Linked DNA regions of Sus scrofa: all the other regions are linked to region 1. A link is a contact called in public Hi-C data. All regions are on one chromosome and are shown on one strand. The core of a region is the stretch at or near the end of the contact, and the rest is flanking DNA. Distances in the headings are between cores, read along the strand shown. Region 1 holds the start of HNRNPC (heterogeneous nuclear ribonucleoprotein C (C1/C2)). Region 2 holds the start of CHD8 (chromodomain-helicase-DNA-binding protein 8). Region 3 holds the start of NDRG2 (NDRG family member 2).

Evidence for each region. Hi-C and Micro-C count contacts between places; a contact is called where the count stands out from the background.
Region 2: a Hi-C map of liver shows a contact between it and region 1, with 5 times the contacts expected there. The contact joins the promoter of CHD8 here to the promoter of HNRNPC in region 1. A contact is called at or near these places in 3 of 47 Hi-C or Micro-C datasets (heart right ventricle, liver and skeletal muscle) and 1 of 2 datasets of contacts at active chromatin or transcription factors (alveolar macrophages).
Region 3: a Hi-C map of liver shows a contact between it and region 1, with 5 times the contacts expected there. The contact joins the promoter of NDRG2 here to the promoter of HNRNPC in region 1. A contact is called at or near these places in 2 of 47 Hi-C or Micro-C datasets (liver and skeletal muscle).

What each region holds. Positions count from the first base shown.
Region 1 is chr7:77,918,855-77,924,002 of Sscrofa11.1, reverse strand. HNRNPC (heterogeneous nuclear ribonucleoprotein C (C1/C2)) reads right to left here and starts at 2,858. Exons shown (of 8, transcript NM_001243694.1): 1 at 2,730-2,858.
Region 2 is chr7:77,717,071-77,722,218 of Sscrofa11.1, reverse strand. CHD8 (chromodomain-helicase-DNA-binding protein 8) reads right to left here and starts at 2,743. Exons shown (of 37, transcript XM_021099301.1): 1 at 2,631-2,743. It overlaps RAB2B (ras-related protein Rab-2B), which reads right to left. Exons shown (of 8, transcript XM_013978245.2): 8 at 5,008-5,148.
Region 3 is chr7:78,112,424-78,117,571 of Sscrofa11.1, reverse strand. It overlaps NDRG2 (NDRG family member 2), which reads right to left and starts at 3,200. Exons shown (of 14, transcript NM_001078683.1): 1 at 3,120-3,200; 2 at 2,253-2,358; 3 at 1,856-1,976; 4 at 1,613-1,675; 5 at 595-655; 6 at 275-361; 7 at 23-79. The coding sequence starts at 3,194.

The sequences.
Region 1 (5,148 bases), core at 1,609-4,108:
CTGCTTTCAGAAGTTCCTGTGTGGTGCATGGGGTTAAGGATCTGACATTACAACTGTGGCTCAGGTTCAATCCCTGGCCCAGGAATGCTGAGGGTATAGCCAAAAACAAAACTGCTTTCAACATTAAAACTATTTCTGTACATGTTTTAGCTTTCTGGCAACAAAATTAAAACATGTAAGAAATCTAAGCTCCCTCATAAGTGTAAAACTGAATTCCAGAAAGTTTAACTGATTTGCCTGAGAGGTAATAATGGGGGGAGGGGGAAATATCCAGTTCTCTTAACTCCTCCTAAGCCAAGGATCTTTCTACTGCTAACACTCCCCAGTTAAAGCCTCACAGTTAAAAGATTAATCTTTAGTATTAGAATAACTAGCTACCTTGGAGTTTCTTGTTTCTAACAGCAGTTCCATTCATAATAACAAGGTCCCACACCATGTAAAACCCTCTGGAGACATAATCACGGAAAAGGTGTGTTTAAATTCTCTACCAAAGGAATAGCAAATACCATCAAGTTTTCCTGTGGCATAAGCACTGGGAAACACAAAAAGGTCAATTGCATCTTCCTTCTTAAATCTTCTTCAGCCAACATGAAAATGTTACTAATGCCTACCTACTTGAAATCAAATCTACAACTGTTTTAGATACTAATTCTGTGGCCAAATCATCCCGGATAGACATTAACTCAAAGGAACTGTTACCTTGGTACATGCTGATCTTAATGAACCCGTTATTTCTAACACCTCAAGGCAAGAAGTGTCCTTCAATTCCAATTCCTATGAATAATTATTCCTAAAAACTTATTTCTTACATTTCTATTTGCCAATAATATTTTTGAGGTATATAATTCCCTAAATTAACTAATCACTGCTTTTTTTTTTTGGCCTCAACTGAGGCATGTGGAAGTTCCTAGGCCAGGTATTGAACCTACACCACAGCAGTGACTTATCTTTATCCCACTGAGCCACCAGCGAACTCCCCTTATGTCACTTCTGGCAGTTCTGCACTTAATTTTAGTTTTAAGTCCATGTAATAGTATAAATATTCAGGCTTTATCCAAAAAAAAAAAAAAAGCAAGCAACGTTTTTTTTTTTTTTTTTTTTTTTTTTTTTTTTTTTTTTTTTTTTTTTTTTGGCTATTCTTTGGCCGCTCCGCGCATATGGAGGTTCCAGGCTAGGGTCGAATCGGAGCTGCAGCCACCGCCTACGCCAGAGCCACAGCAACGCGGATCCGAGCCGTGTCTGCAACCTACACCACAGCTCACGCAACGCCAGATCGTTAACCCACTGAGCAAGGCAGGACCGAACCCGCAACCTCATGGTTCCTAGTCGGATTCGTTAACCACTGCGCCACGACGGGAACTCCCAAGCAACGTTTTTGATTCTTACTACAATTAGAACAGTTATCTACATGGTGAGGGAACAAGTACATAGCTATGTAAAATAAGAATACTTTCAGCGCCTATGAAGTATGTTTCCTAAGGGATGAATTTATTCTGCAGCACTGGTTTAAACTGTGCTAATACTAGCTTTTGTGAAAGCAACACGTTATGAAAAATAAAATCACCTAAATCTTACACAAGAATTAAAAAAAGGATCTGATATGCGAATGTGATACTACTAAAAAACCCACATAATTTTTGCAAGTTTAGGAAAAAACTTGAATGCTTCAGAACCTAGCAAATAATAAGCACTATAATACCTACTTAATAAAAAGCATACAGGCACGCATTTTTTTTGGTCAACGTTTGGATGATCTGTAAAATGCATGCCAGAATACCCTGAAAGTCAAACTTTATTGTCTTAGGAAGTTACAACAATAGTATATGTAATTCTCATAATTTAATATTTTTCCCAAGGGCAGTTTGGGAATTTCCAATTACCGCTAGTGGTTGCTGTAATTACGTTCTTGTAAAGATTCAAATACAGTATGTTAGTATCTACCACATCAAGAGGTAGGAAAAGCCATTTAATTTAACCTAGTGGCCAAATTCCTTACTACTCCTGCTACTGATTTAATACGACCCTGGCAATCCACACTCTCATGCTGCGGTTTCTATCTGAGAAAGACAGTAATACCTACCTCAAGCAAGCTCCACTAACTTATATATTTCAAGTGATTTGTAACCTGTAGATAAAAAGCCAGCTTTCATTATTACTGTTAATATGTAAATGAGATTACAATTTAAAAAATAGAATTGAAAATAACTACGTCGAAGTCCATCATTTGCTCAGGGAGGAGTGAAACAAAAACTAACCGGTAAAATATTAAACCTATTGTTATATTTATTACTATACCCTGTGGTACGCTCCAGAATTTAGAGGCTTGCGGTACAATAAATATCTGCTTGATAACCCTTCCCATCCCCCGCTCAATTTTTAAATTTACAGGACTATACTAATGAGCATTTCGATCTTCCCTTTCATGATCTCTCTTAGAGACCTCATGGTCATAGAAAATGAAAGGACAGCAGCCGTTAACACAGGAGAGCGAGAAGAAGAAAAAGGACATTCTCCCTGCCGATCCTGGCCTAGAGGACATTAGGTTAAAAATCCACGCAAGGGCTGAGGCCTATAAAACTCTCTTGCATAAGATCTAATCCCCCCGTGCAAATAGAATAAACGGGGGCCTGCTTACTCTACCGAGAGGAGGGTTCCCCCGTCTTCTCCCACACCCCCTCGCGCTCCCCAAGGAACCCAGCGACTCCCCTGCTTCCACCCCCTCCACTTACCAGGAGGGGGGAGGGAGAAGAGATTCGATTCTGAATCTCCTACTCCCGGGTTCTACGTGGAGAAGCGGACTGCTGCTCGAGGTCGGCAACACCGCCGCAACCGCTCAGTCTTCGCCTCTTCACAAAATGGCCCCCGAGTCTCCTCTGCCGCCGAGGCGAAGGCCTAGTCCCCGCCCCACTTCTAGGACTCTTCCTATTGGCTGAGCTTTTTCTCGCTCCCGCTTCTAATTAGACAGTTCTACCGCTCTTCACAATTCTGTCCAATCACAATCAGTGGTGGGTTAGACTAAGCAAGAGAATTTCCACATGCGTGAGCGAAATTAGTTTGTAACTGGTTATTTTTCCTGTCATTTATCACCTGAGAAATGCTTATTGGCCACTGTAACTGACGAAGCGGTAGGTGGAAACCTGCCTTTGTACCGCGCACCACTTCATATCCGGGTATCCGGGAGGTTGTGATTGGCGGCTACGGGATCCTATCACTGCTCCTTAGAGAACCTGGTAGAAGGCCCGCCGGGATCTCGGAATTCCGGCGGCGCGGGGGCGGGGAAGGATTGCGGGATTTTGTTTGGTAGCGGCTCAAAGGATGTGCCCTAGCTCCGGGCCTAGGTAAAGGGAAGCAGGAATCTCCGAATGAATCCTCTATACTGCTGTGTGGATAAAGAAAACACTTTTCTTAGAATTGGGAGGGAGCACCAAGGACTAGAAAAGTAACCAATCCTGCAAAACTCCAACCTTAGAGCTCCCATTTGGACAACACTTAACCTGTCAAGCCCTTCTTTAGACAACCTGTATCTCACCCAAAACAGCTGACTTCCTTATTCCTCTCCACTGCAAAAGGTAAAGAAAGTCTAAAATGTTGGCCTGAAGTATTACAGCACCCATCCTCTGGCCCCAAATCATTTCACGAATACCCTACATGCCAACCAGAATTGGCTTGCCCATCTAATCCTACCCCCTGCTCGTCCCCCAAATCTGCTCCCTTCTTCCCCTCATCTGAAATAGCTAGTCTCCCACCTTCTGGCTCCAGGCATCGCCTGCCAGTCCCGCTGGTTATATTATAGCAGCCATGCACACAGTGGGATAGGTCCAGCTATGCTAGGAATGAAGGATATTTCTCTGTACAGTTAGAGAAAGCAAGATGCAGAATACTATCTAGATAATGTGATACCATCTGTATACATCTTATGGAATATATGTATATGTGAATACAGTTTTATGCATTAATTTTGAATTATGTCTGAATTCCAGAGAGATTCACAAGGAAATTACTTGTTACCTATCAAATGGAAAAAAAAAAAAAAAAGGCCATTTAGTAACAAGTTGAATGTCATTTACTTAGGGAGAGCAGTCCATGGTTGGAAGAGTACAGTGACTCACAAGCAGTGGAGCACACTTCCCCAGGGAGTTGGGGCAAGAGTACGTTTTATACAGCATTAGAAGCAGCAAGGTAATCGGTATGATCAGCTGGGGTTGTGTATCTGACCTTATTTAGTAAGATTAGGGAACCAGGAAATAAGTACAGAGCCTAAAAGTATGGCATTTGGGGATTGGCTAACCGGATATACTGCAGATCTGGTCAAGCTGAGCCTTTACAGGAACATAAAGATGAATTTTGCTAATATGACACTTCCAACAGAAGCGACTCCATTTTGGGCCTAGAAATTTATTTTATTTTATTTTATTTTTTGTCTTTTAGGGCCGCACCAGCGGCATGTGGAGATTCCCAGGCTAGAGGTCAAGTCGGAGTTGTAGTTGCCAGTTTACACCACAGCCACAACAACGCCAGATCTGAGCTCTGTCTGTGACCTGCACCACAGCTCATGGCAATGCGGGATCCTTAACCCCTGAGTGAGGCCAGGGATTGAATTTGTGTCCTCATGGATACTAGTCAGAGTAGTTTCTGCTGAGTCACAACAGGAACTCTCTAGAAATTTATTTTTGACATACCTTTGGTGAGCAAACCTGTCTATATACTCTGTACGCTTTATTATACACTCTGAATTTTTGTTTCCCATATGCATGTATTGCTTTAAGGAAATTTAAAAAGCAAAAACAAAAAGTGTGTAGGAAAAAACATATTAAAATGATAATAGTGGTTCTCTCTTGGGAGAATTACATGTACTTTTTTTTTATAACTTTCTTTTGCTTTTCTGTATTTTCCAAATTGTCATCTTGGAACAGGTAATTGGAAAACATCTCCAAGTGCTTAAAGCCTCAGCTCAATTGCCACATTGCAGTTTATTTAAAACTACTTCATAGCACTGTGGTTAATTTTACGTTCATCTCTTCTCCTAGATGGTAAGTCCTTTGATTGCAGAGTTTAATTCTTATTTCTTTCTTTATTCCCTTTGCTTATACATGTTATAGAGCCTTAAACAGAGAATGTTTGAAATTTGAAATTTGTGTTAAATGTATG
Region 2 (5,148 bases), core at 1,494-3,993, 200 kb after region 1:
AAATGGTTAAATTAACCTTTAGGCAATAATAAGTGGTTCATACTGCAGCTTTCTTATACAGATAAACAACTGTTACCTGGGTACTAGGTACCCAAGAAACCACAGCTTGAAAATTAGGTCTTTCTGCATTCTTAAGTGGCTTCAACAAGACAGATGCAAAAAAGCACAATGTAAGTTAAAACTAAAGGCAACATGAACAAAATCATAACAGGAAGATAAAGGGAAGACCACTGACTGTGAGAAAAAGAATAACTAACTAACTAAAGGAACATATAACATGATAGTATACCAATGGATCAAATGCTAAAAGTAAAACAGTAAATACTAAGTTGGTCACAGTAGTGCAAGGATAGGTCCAGCAAAGACCTGCACATCAGGGACTTGCTCAGATGCAACTCCAGAAGTGGAGTGACTTTTAGGGGTTGAGAGTAGAGGGTTCAGAAAAATATGTGTCATCCTTTGGGTATTAGGCTCAGCGTAAGCTCAGAGCATAGCTTAAGCCTTTCAGGACTGTGGACAAATATCTTCAAAGCGTTTAGCATTCAGCTGGCTGCTATGAAAATGTTACAGTCCTTCCACAGATGAGAATATCAAATTCCATTCTTTCAGTAAGCAAGCACAGTACCTGGCACTCACAAATTAATCTTAAGTGGTAGCTTTGCCCCCCTCGAATGGCATCCTTTTCTAAGGACACGTGTGCAATGGTTTCTTTTAAAGATTGAACCCCTTCACCACCCTACCTTACCTATCAGAAACTTGACCCTACACATGAAACGGCAAATTTTCCTGTTACAAACCAAACTACAGTGGTGGTTACCACAATGCCAAGATTCTGCTACCCATGACCCAATGGGTGCGGCAGAGAAGGCTGTCCTGGGAAATTTGTGTTTTATGGTGGTTCACAACCAGATCAGATCAGCTCAGCAGATTTCTATTTCTATCATTTTCTATCCGTGTCTAAATCAATTTTGTCAATTTGGGAAACGACACACTCAAAAGGCCAAATGCACAGGACAGATCAAATATGGGAAAGGCAAGAACGCTGCGAGTCCCCAAGCATTGCTCCATCATCTCTTATCCCAATCCATTACTCCTTTGCTACTTCAGTTTTAAACCTCCCCCCATGCCTACCTCTCCCATACACAGTTACCCTCTCTTTGGCCAATGTCCTTCATCTTGCCTTGAAGACCCACCAGCATACCATTCTTGTGACTGGTCTTCCTAAATGGAAAATGTTGTTTTTCCTTTCTATAGCTCTTCTTTTCTTTTAAGGGGTGGGATAATCCAAAATACTTGGAATGAGAAGCTTCCCACATTTTGGCCCTAAGAGGTTGACCACAGTTTGTTCTGAAATTTATTTGGTGACTAATACAAAAGAAATTCCTAAGCAGAAGACATTACCTAATTAACTAACATTATTCAAATCACAAACTCACCTTCTAGTACCCCACACCAGATAGGACCTCATCAGATGTTACAGATACCCTTGTCAGAGAATCCCCAATTGAACAAGATGAAGAGGTTTAGAACAAGATGAAGAGTAAACAGTCTGTGGATGCTAGTGTGATGGTAGGATGCAGCAGACACAGACAATGCAGAAAATGCAGGACCTTTGGTGTTTGGGGCGTTCCACCATGTCTATTCTTTAAGAGAAAAAGACACGGAGTGCCATGTCTTCGACTTCTGGCTCACTATGCTCAGTCACTGAGCGTAAAGAGTCAAAAGAGATTGGTCCACTAAATATCAACACACCACTATTCACCTCGTCCTTAAAGGCCTTAATCATTTCGGGACTGCTCCTTAAAAGGTAGGAACTGCTACATGTGCACAGCTGCTGCAATGGCAGGGAAATTTCCTGCGACAGAGGAGACGGAAAATAAAAAATTGCATTCACTCCGAGGCAGGGGGAGGTATCTCCTGCTAGTGAAGAGTTTACATAATGCAACAGAAAAACCACTGAGCTCTGCAGACCTGTCAATGGAGATGCAAGGCTTGAGTTCCTCTCTCTTCCCCATCTCTAAACACTGTCCAAGAGCCTGCTCTGATCTCCCAAAGATCCACAGAAATTACATCTAATAACGTAAACCAATCTGCCCACGTTCACCCCATGCTTTCCTATCCACCTTTATTACTAAAAGGCAAAAAACAAGCAGAAAAAAAAAAAAAAAGGAAAAAACCCTAACCTCCCACTTCTGAGCCCAAAGTATGGAGTAACCAAAAGGAGCCGGGGAGTTTTCCCTCCACGGAAGGAGCAAGGAGAACAAGGAGCTGTCTCAAATCTACACGAAGCTCAATAATGCAATGACAAGCCTTGAAAACTCCACAGGGCTCAGAGCAGCCGGGTTCGCGGCTCGGCCCGGCTCGGGCCCCGGGCCTGGCAGCCGCCCTCTCCCCCAGCCTCTCACAAAGGAGAATGGTTCAGTCCAGAGCATCACCCAGCACCTGATTCCTCACAACTGGGGGACGGGCAGGGGGCGGGGGGAGCGAGGAGGAGGATGAGTTATGGAAACCAATTCTAAGAGCCTCAGCGTTTGCAAAGACTCTTGGACCAGCACTAAGCGGCGGGCGTGAGCGGAAAGCCTACCTGAACAAGTCCTGGTACCTCCTTTCCAGCCAGCGTTTCAACTCACCCTTTCTGAGAACAAGGCGCCTTCCGGCGGAGCATGGTCAGCCCTCGCTTCAATCTAGCTTGCTAGTAGTCCATTCTCCCTTGGGCCCGCCCACCTACGCTCCCATCCACCAATGGCAGGGCCGACGGCCGGCCTCCTCCAGCAGGGTAGAGTGAGTGCCATCCAGGAAGTCTCTTGGGGTGGGAGGTCCTAAAAGGCTGAGGCAACCGCAGATATGCCTGATTGAAAATAAAATCTGGCGGTAGCTTGCTTCTGACGGGTCAGTTCTGTGGCGTTGAGATCTCTCGGCTTCTTTTCTTGACCCCCGGCGTTGGGGGCGCTCTAAACTAAAATAACATTTAGTTACCTGGCTCTAGGAAGCCATCTTGGATCCGGCTGGTGCTTTGGGGCCGGGAGGAAGAAGGCGTGCTTAAGGAATTTGAAGTCTCTGTTCTAATAGTTCTATCGGACTATTTAGATACAACCCCAATGTACACTCCTTTGTATAATCGGAGTACCCCTTAGTCACGATGGGGAGAAAGCCTGGAATAATGCTGAATGTGCCCGGAAGCAACCCCCACCCCCCCACCCCCGTCATACAAGTGAAAGATCCTAACCAAATCTAGCCACCTTAACCAAATCAAAGAAGCAAAAATGAATTCTTGGAATGAGTGGATTTTCCGAGTTCCTGGGATAATCCTTTAGAGACACCTTACTCCTCAGTATATCCACTTAAGACCAACATAGGTGATGCATCTATTCTAGATGCTTCTAATCCTTATGTTTCTCTTGCAAGTTGTCCAGTGCTCTGACTTTGTCAGTACAGAGTACCGCTAGTCCATGGAAGATGTACAGAATTTAGGGAAGAATTTTAACTTTTTAAAAAAAAACTCAGTTCATCAATACACACAAACTACCCATGAATATAGACAGAGCAAATGATAGAAGTCTTAGAGGTGAAATTATATGCAAGAGGAGGCGTGTTAGGAGTTAGCCTTAGAAACATTGGCTTCAGAAAGTAATTTCCTAAAAACTGCGTTTAAATTGAAAAGGAAATAATTTTATTGTAGGTGAAATTCTCTTGCCTTCAATAAGATTCTCCTGTGTTTTCTAGTCTAAATCTCTACTGGTATTGCAACTAGCTACAAGAACTTTTTGTTTTGTTTTGTTTTTGTCCTTTCTTTTTTTAGGGCCACATCCGCAGCATATGGAGGCTCCCCAGGCTAGGGGTGGAATTGGAGCTGTTGCCACTGTCCTACTCCACAGCCACAGCAATGTGGGATTTAAGCAGCCTCTGTGACATACACCACAGTTCATAGCAAGGTGGGATCCTAACCCACCCTGGGGGGCTGGGGATTTTACCTGCATTCTCATGGATGCTAGTCAGACTCGTTACCCCTAACCAGACAGGAATTCCAGCTTTTCTTTTTTGAATTCTCGAAGGGAGTCTTTCCAAATTACTAAAGGAATTTCTCAAGGAGTAACATTTGCATGGTCACACGTGGCAGAAGCTCAGACACCTTAGGAGACATCTGTGTCAGTATTTTATCACCAAGGTGATTGACATTTGGCCAAATACATTTCTCTGTGTAACAGCAAAATCTGTTGGCCAAATTGTTCCTCGGCTGCTGCTATTCTTTTATCAAATTTGATGTCAGTATTAGAACTTACCAGAACAATGTGTTTGTCTGTAAATGCATATACAGATGTGACCTTAATTACTAAGTTTCTGGAGTGAGAACTTACCCTTCTGCTTACAAAGGGTACAAAATAAAACTAGCAAAGGAACCAATTAATAGGCATTATAGAAAGAGGGAAGGGGATGACTGCTCTCTGCAATGATCTATAAATAGTAATGCTTTAGACTGCTATATATGGTATGATTTCCAATGGCTCTGGTCTTCAAAAACCAAACACCCATATTACCGTATAACTACCATTCTTCACATGAGGGTGAGAGATCCACTTTCTATAATTCTTCACGACTGTTTAATTCATGCTTCTCATGCCTCCCTTAAAATTGGTAAAATAGTTGAGTATAGGAGGTTATTAGTGCTTTGCATGATACAACTGGATGTCAGATTCAGATCAAAAAGATATACTCTAGGAGTTCCCATTGTGGCTCAGTGGTTAATGAATCTGACCAGGAACCATTAGGTTGCGGGTTCCATCCCTAGCCTTGCTCAGTGGGTTAACAATCTGGCCTTGCCATGAGCTGTGGTGTAGGTTGCAGACTTGGCTCCGATCCTGCGTTGCTGGCTTTGGTGTAGCCCGGCAGCTACAGCTCTGACTTGACCCCTAGTCTGGGAACCTCCATATGCCGTGGGTGCAGCCCTAGACAAGTAAAACAAAAACAAAAACAAACAAAAAAACAAAAAAAAAGATATACTCCAAAATATCAAATTGGTATCCTTTAATGACTCTGAAAGCAACAGCTCTAGATAGGATGTTATCTCTGATCATTGCACTGATACATCCCAGTGACCAAAGATCTTTTTGTTGGTAAAGAAAAACTATACAGAAACTATAAAGTTATATT
Region 3 (5,148 bases), core at 1,951-4,450, 190 kb before region 1:
TTTGTTTTCCACAACCACTTACCTGGCTGAAAAGATGCCCAAGGATCATCTCCGAAATGGAAGAGGTGAGGCCTGTAAGCTAAGAGGAAAAGGCAGGTGAGAAAGCTCAGGACATTATCAGGAGAAGAGACCCAAGCAAAGGGACACAGCTTCTTTCCTGTTCCATCCCCTGCCTCTTGAAGCTCACAGGCCGATCCATTCTGCCGGTAGGGCCTAAATGGACCCATATAAGGGGAAGCCCGCCCTGGATCTCAGCACACAGGCCCTTCCAAACCTTGTGGGCTGCCCAGTCCATCCAGCCCTTGGCATTGGGATCGATGTTGATGAGGACGAGACCCTCCACAGTATCCGGGTGACTAAGCTGGGGGCAGCAGAAGGGAGGGTAGTCAAAGGCAGGCATGGCTTTATCCCCTCTGGGCTAAGCTCCACCCACTCCAGGCTGAGCTCCACCCACTCCACGGTCCATGGGCCTGCCTGCCCCCCCATTACTCCCCAGCCTCCCCCCAAGCACACGCTGATAAATAATACTCTCCTACTTGCTCTGCCTAGGTCTTGGACCCGTCTTTCCCTCCTCTGGGGGTTTTTATTTCTTACAGCATATCGAGAGAGGACGTAGGCTCCAGCTCCAACACCAATTCCAATTATTGAGGAGAAACTGTGAAAGGGAAATGGGGGCCTAATGGGTCCTGGTGTCCCAAACTCTGACTCTCCAAACTCCTCACCCTCCTTCCTAAGGCCTCGGACACAAAGGACAGAAAGGGACCTTCCTTTGGGGGATGCCTCAAAAGAAGGTGCCAAGAAGCTAAAAATGGACGCTGGTGGTCCGTGTAGGTCCCCAAAGTCTTTCCCCAGCTCCCTCTAGGAGAGTGAGTGTCCCGAAAATGAATATCCATCCGCTGACCAATCAGACACTGTTTCCTACATAGTTCTTTGTCCATTCTCAACTTTCAGGAGCTAGTTCAACTTGTTCTCTTTTAGTTCCTGATTCCTCTAGAGGAACTGGGAAGAAGGGAACTTGAAGCAAGATGTTAAAAACAGATACAACTTCAGTGAACAACAGGAAGCATAGTGGGGAAGAGAGCCAAAGAGGTGAACCAGAGCTGCCCAGGGCCCCGGTGCCCAGAAAAAGCCAAGCCAAAGACAGAGCACAGGCATCGTGCAACACTCAGTGTGCACAACCGAGGCCTCACCCAGTTTTCTCTTCCTTCTCCCACTCCTCTTAGATGCAGGGCGGGCACCCAGTGCACCAGGTGTGTGTTTGGAGGAGGCAGAGGGAGTGGGAGGGAAAGACAGGTCTGTCTGGTTCCTCCCGGACCATGTCGCCCCCCTCCTCTTCTCTAGCTTCCAGATCAGAGAAGTCCCTCCTCAGCCTAAGGCAGGGCCATGCACCCAGCTTCCTCTTCCTCTCCTCTGTCCCTTAGGGCTACTCCGCTGACTCAAGTGTTTTCCAAATCCACCTGCTTCCTCTGACAATCAGGTGGGGGCATGGAGGAGGGAGGGTATATCTAGGCCAGACAGAATTCACCCAGAGCCTGGGTGGGCACAGGAGTTCTAAGGGCCACCCTGTGCTAGAGAGAGAACTCTGGCTTGGAGGGGCCCCCGAGCCTCTCACTTTAAGTACTGTAGGATGCACGGGATCATGTCTGCAAGCTGGTCCAGAGACGGGTACTGATATCTGGGGAGGAAAGCAATGTTAAGGAAAATACCAACCTGCCCCCAGGCCCCCACCTCAGTGTCCTCTTCATCCTCTCCCAGAATCACCACCACGCCCTTCCCTCCTCCCCTGGTCCAACCCCCAGGTCACACCTGTCGTGCGCCTCACAGTCTGAAGAGGAGGGAAGGAGCTAGTTCTCACCCCAAAGGGAACACGGGAGCCCCCTCTTCCATCCCAGGGGCATCCACATGGACCCGCACAAAGTTCTGAATGATTTCTTGCATATCCCCAAACTGAAACAGCGGCTGGAAACAGGATTTATCTAAAGAGAATCCCCATGACCCCAATAGTAGAATCAGACAGGAGAAATGTCCCCAAGTCACAACCCACCCTCTTTCTCTCCCGCCACAGTCAGACTAGGAGAGAACTTGACATGCCACGTGGCTCCCTTCCTGACCCTTCTTCTCACACCAGGGTTGTTTGCTTTAGTTTTTTTTGTTTTTTTTTTGTTTTTTTTTTTTTTCACATCAGGGTTAACCGTGCCCCCCTCCAGGCCTCTTCCCAGAAAGAAATGGAAGGGGAAGGTGAAGGCCCTTACAGTTGAGTCCCACATCATGGTAGGTGAGTATCGCTGGGCGTTTGGGCTTGGGGGTGCCATAGACAGTAAAAGTGACAGAGCCATAAGGTGTCTCCACACTGTGAGTCTGCAGGAAAAGAGGTCACCATCAGGTAGGATTTAGGCTGAGAAGAAAAGAGGCAGAAGAGGAACCTCCACAAAAGTTGGGGCTTTAAGGTGGGGGAGGGGCAAAGAGAGGCGATGGGACCCAAGATTTAGAAATAGCATCAGCAAGAATTTAGTTTGACACTGGAGGATGATTTTGAGGGTGGAAAAGCATAATGAAAGATTGGAGAGCATCAGGGAACTCTGCGTAGGGAGGAGAAAGGAAGGGAAGGGGAGCGACGGGGACAGGAGAGGACTGGAAAAGGAGAGGAAGCGGAGAGATGGAAAAGCCAAGAGCCGGGTAGGGGCCCTCTCCTTCCTGGGGAGAGCCCCTCCTCCCACCTGGGGCTGCCCCAAGCTGGTTACCTGTCCCTGGTCCAGGAGGATTCGGGCAGCTAACTCAGCCTCCTGGAGAGAGACACACAGATACACACAGAGACACACAGCCACGTAGGGTCACAGACGGAGAGACAGATACAGATAAAGAAAGGTAGGTAGAGAGACCAAAAGAGACCAAAGACAGAAAGAGGTTGACAAAAAGAGACATGGAAAGGATGAAAGTTAGTGTAGTGACAGGACAAAAGCCTGGGCTCTCGGTGTGGTGTATGGGGAGAGAAACACAGGTAGATGTGGAGAAAGTAGGGGTGTGGGTTAGAATGAGGTCATGAATTTGGGAAGGCAAGAAGTGGGGGGATGCCTGGAGTTCTGGAATTCAGGCCTGGGAGTCAGAGGGTCTCGGATAACCTTGGCCACCTCGGGTGTCTGCCCTGGCAACAGCGGTTTCTCCTCCGTGATCTGCACCTCCTGCAGCTCCGCCATGGTGGCCTGGCAGGGTGAGGAAACACGGAGACTGCAGAGGCTGCCCCCACACTGCCACACCTCCTCCAACGCCTGGCTTCCTCTCTCAGCACTGGACAAAGCAGTGTGCAGAGGGCCCCGGGAGCCAAGGACCTCTCCAGGACACACCAAGAGCCTTGCCTGCCCCCAGCGCTGGAACCAGGCTGCTGGGGGAGAGGGCTTGTGGAAGAGAAATCAGGGTACCACTTCCCCTCAGATTGGCCATCCCCAGCACCCCTCAACACCCACACCTCCCGAGCCTCCCCCCCATCCTGGATGGAAGTAATGGGGGTTGAGCAGCAATGCAGCTGTGTGTGTGGGTTTTCAGACTATATTTAGGGGCCACCCCATACTTCTAGTTTGGTAGGGGGTGAAAATAGTGGCTCAGTGACTGGGTACTCTAAAGATACTAAGGGATGAGTAGTAAAAGTTCACCATTGAATGTGACCTTCAACTAAAGTCCCAAGGTCAGCAGCTCAAAGGAGAGGGGCTAAAAATGATCTGAGAAACATGATCAAGAGGGGGAGGGGGGAAGACAAGAAAAGTAGGACAAGGTACATCTGTGTCCAGCTGATCCAATGCCTCCCTTCCTCCCAAGATGCTTCCTCTTGACTGCAAAGAAGTTAACATATGTTCAATTTTTGGCGGTTGCCGGGTTAGGAGGGGAGCACCTGTGCAGACCAGCACAGTGAAGGGCCTGCAGCCTGGGGGTGGGGTCACTTACTGGACTCCTATTGGCTGGACGCAGTGGGGTTAGGGGTCAGGGTTCTCACTCCTCCTGGCTCAGGGGTCTGAGAAAACAAGGCAATGAGGTGAATGACATGGGAGACAGACTCTGGGTCTTTTAGGGACAGAAAGCCAAGATCTGGACGACTGGGTCACCAACCCTTGCCCGGTCACTAACCTGCCCTAATCTGTACCCCTGAGTCCAGTGAACAAGCCTTCTCTAGGCTTCCACTAGAATCAATACAGGCTGGAGGGGCCTACGGGGCAACACAGAGAGCAGGTATCAGTTCAGGCTGGAAGGGTTTGGGGGGCGGGGAGGAGAAAAGGAAGTGCTGATGTGGAGGAAAGAGCATGGCTAGTGTCAGAACCTCTGGATTCTAGTCCCGGCTCTGCCTCTACCAGTGTGACCTTGGCTCAATCTGTCACTGTTCTTGCCTTCAATTTCTTATTTGCAAACTAGTCTGGACTAGGGGATCCCCAAGTTTTGACAGCTCTCAAGCAAAATGAGGGTAGCAGAGCACGACTGGTTCCACCATTAAAATTTTTGTTTGTTTGTTTAAACCTTATGCCGTCGCTTTTCTCCTCCGCCCAGTCTCGGTGTGGGTCCCACCAGTTTAGTTTAAGGGGGTGTGGGGGGAGGGATATTCCCACAATCTTTTCCCAGCCTCCCCCAACGACCCACAAGGGTCGAGCACCAGCTGGGAAGGGATGGGCAGGTCGGATGGGACTGCCTGGGCCCAGCCTCAGGGACCTGTTCCTTCCGTGCTCGTCCGCGTGGGGACTGACACGCTCGCGCGCCTGGCGCTGAGCGCCCTGTACCCTGGACACAGTCTCGCGCACGCCCCAAACACGCCCTGCAGCCCGCGGAGCCTCCGCCTTTGTGCGCAGTGGCCCAGCGGCCCTCCTCGCGGGCCCCTTCCCATGAGCCGTCAGCTCCAAGGGATTGGGATCAAACTGTCCCAAGGCCCCCGCTGGCGCCAGCCAGGCCCCGAGGCCCCTCGCAGGCCCTTCCCCCTACCTGCTGCCGCAGCGGCCGCTTCCACCTTCACTTGCCTTTGACTCTCTGGCCCGCCCCGGCTTGGGCTCCCCACAGACCCGCCCCCTGCCCGCCCCAGCCCGCCCACGGGCCGCCAGCTCCCCGCGGATCCGCCCCAGACCCCCTGTAAACACGCCCTCCCACCCCGCCCGAGGCTGCCTGCTGCCCAGGGAG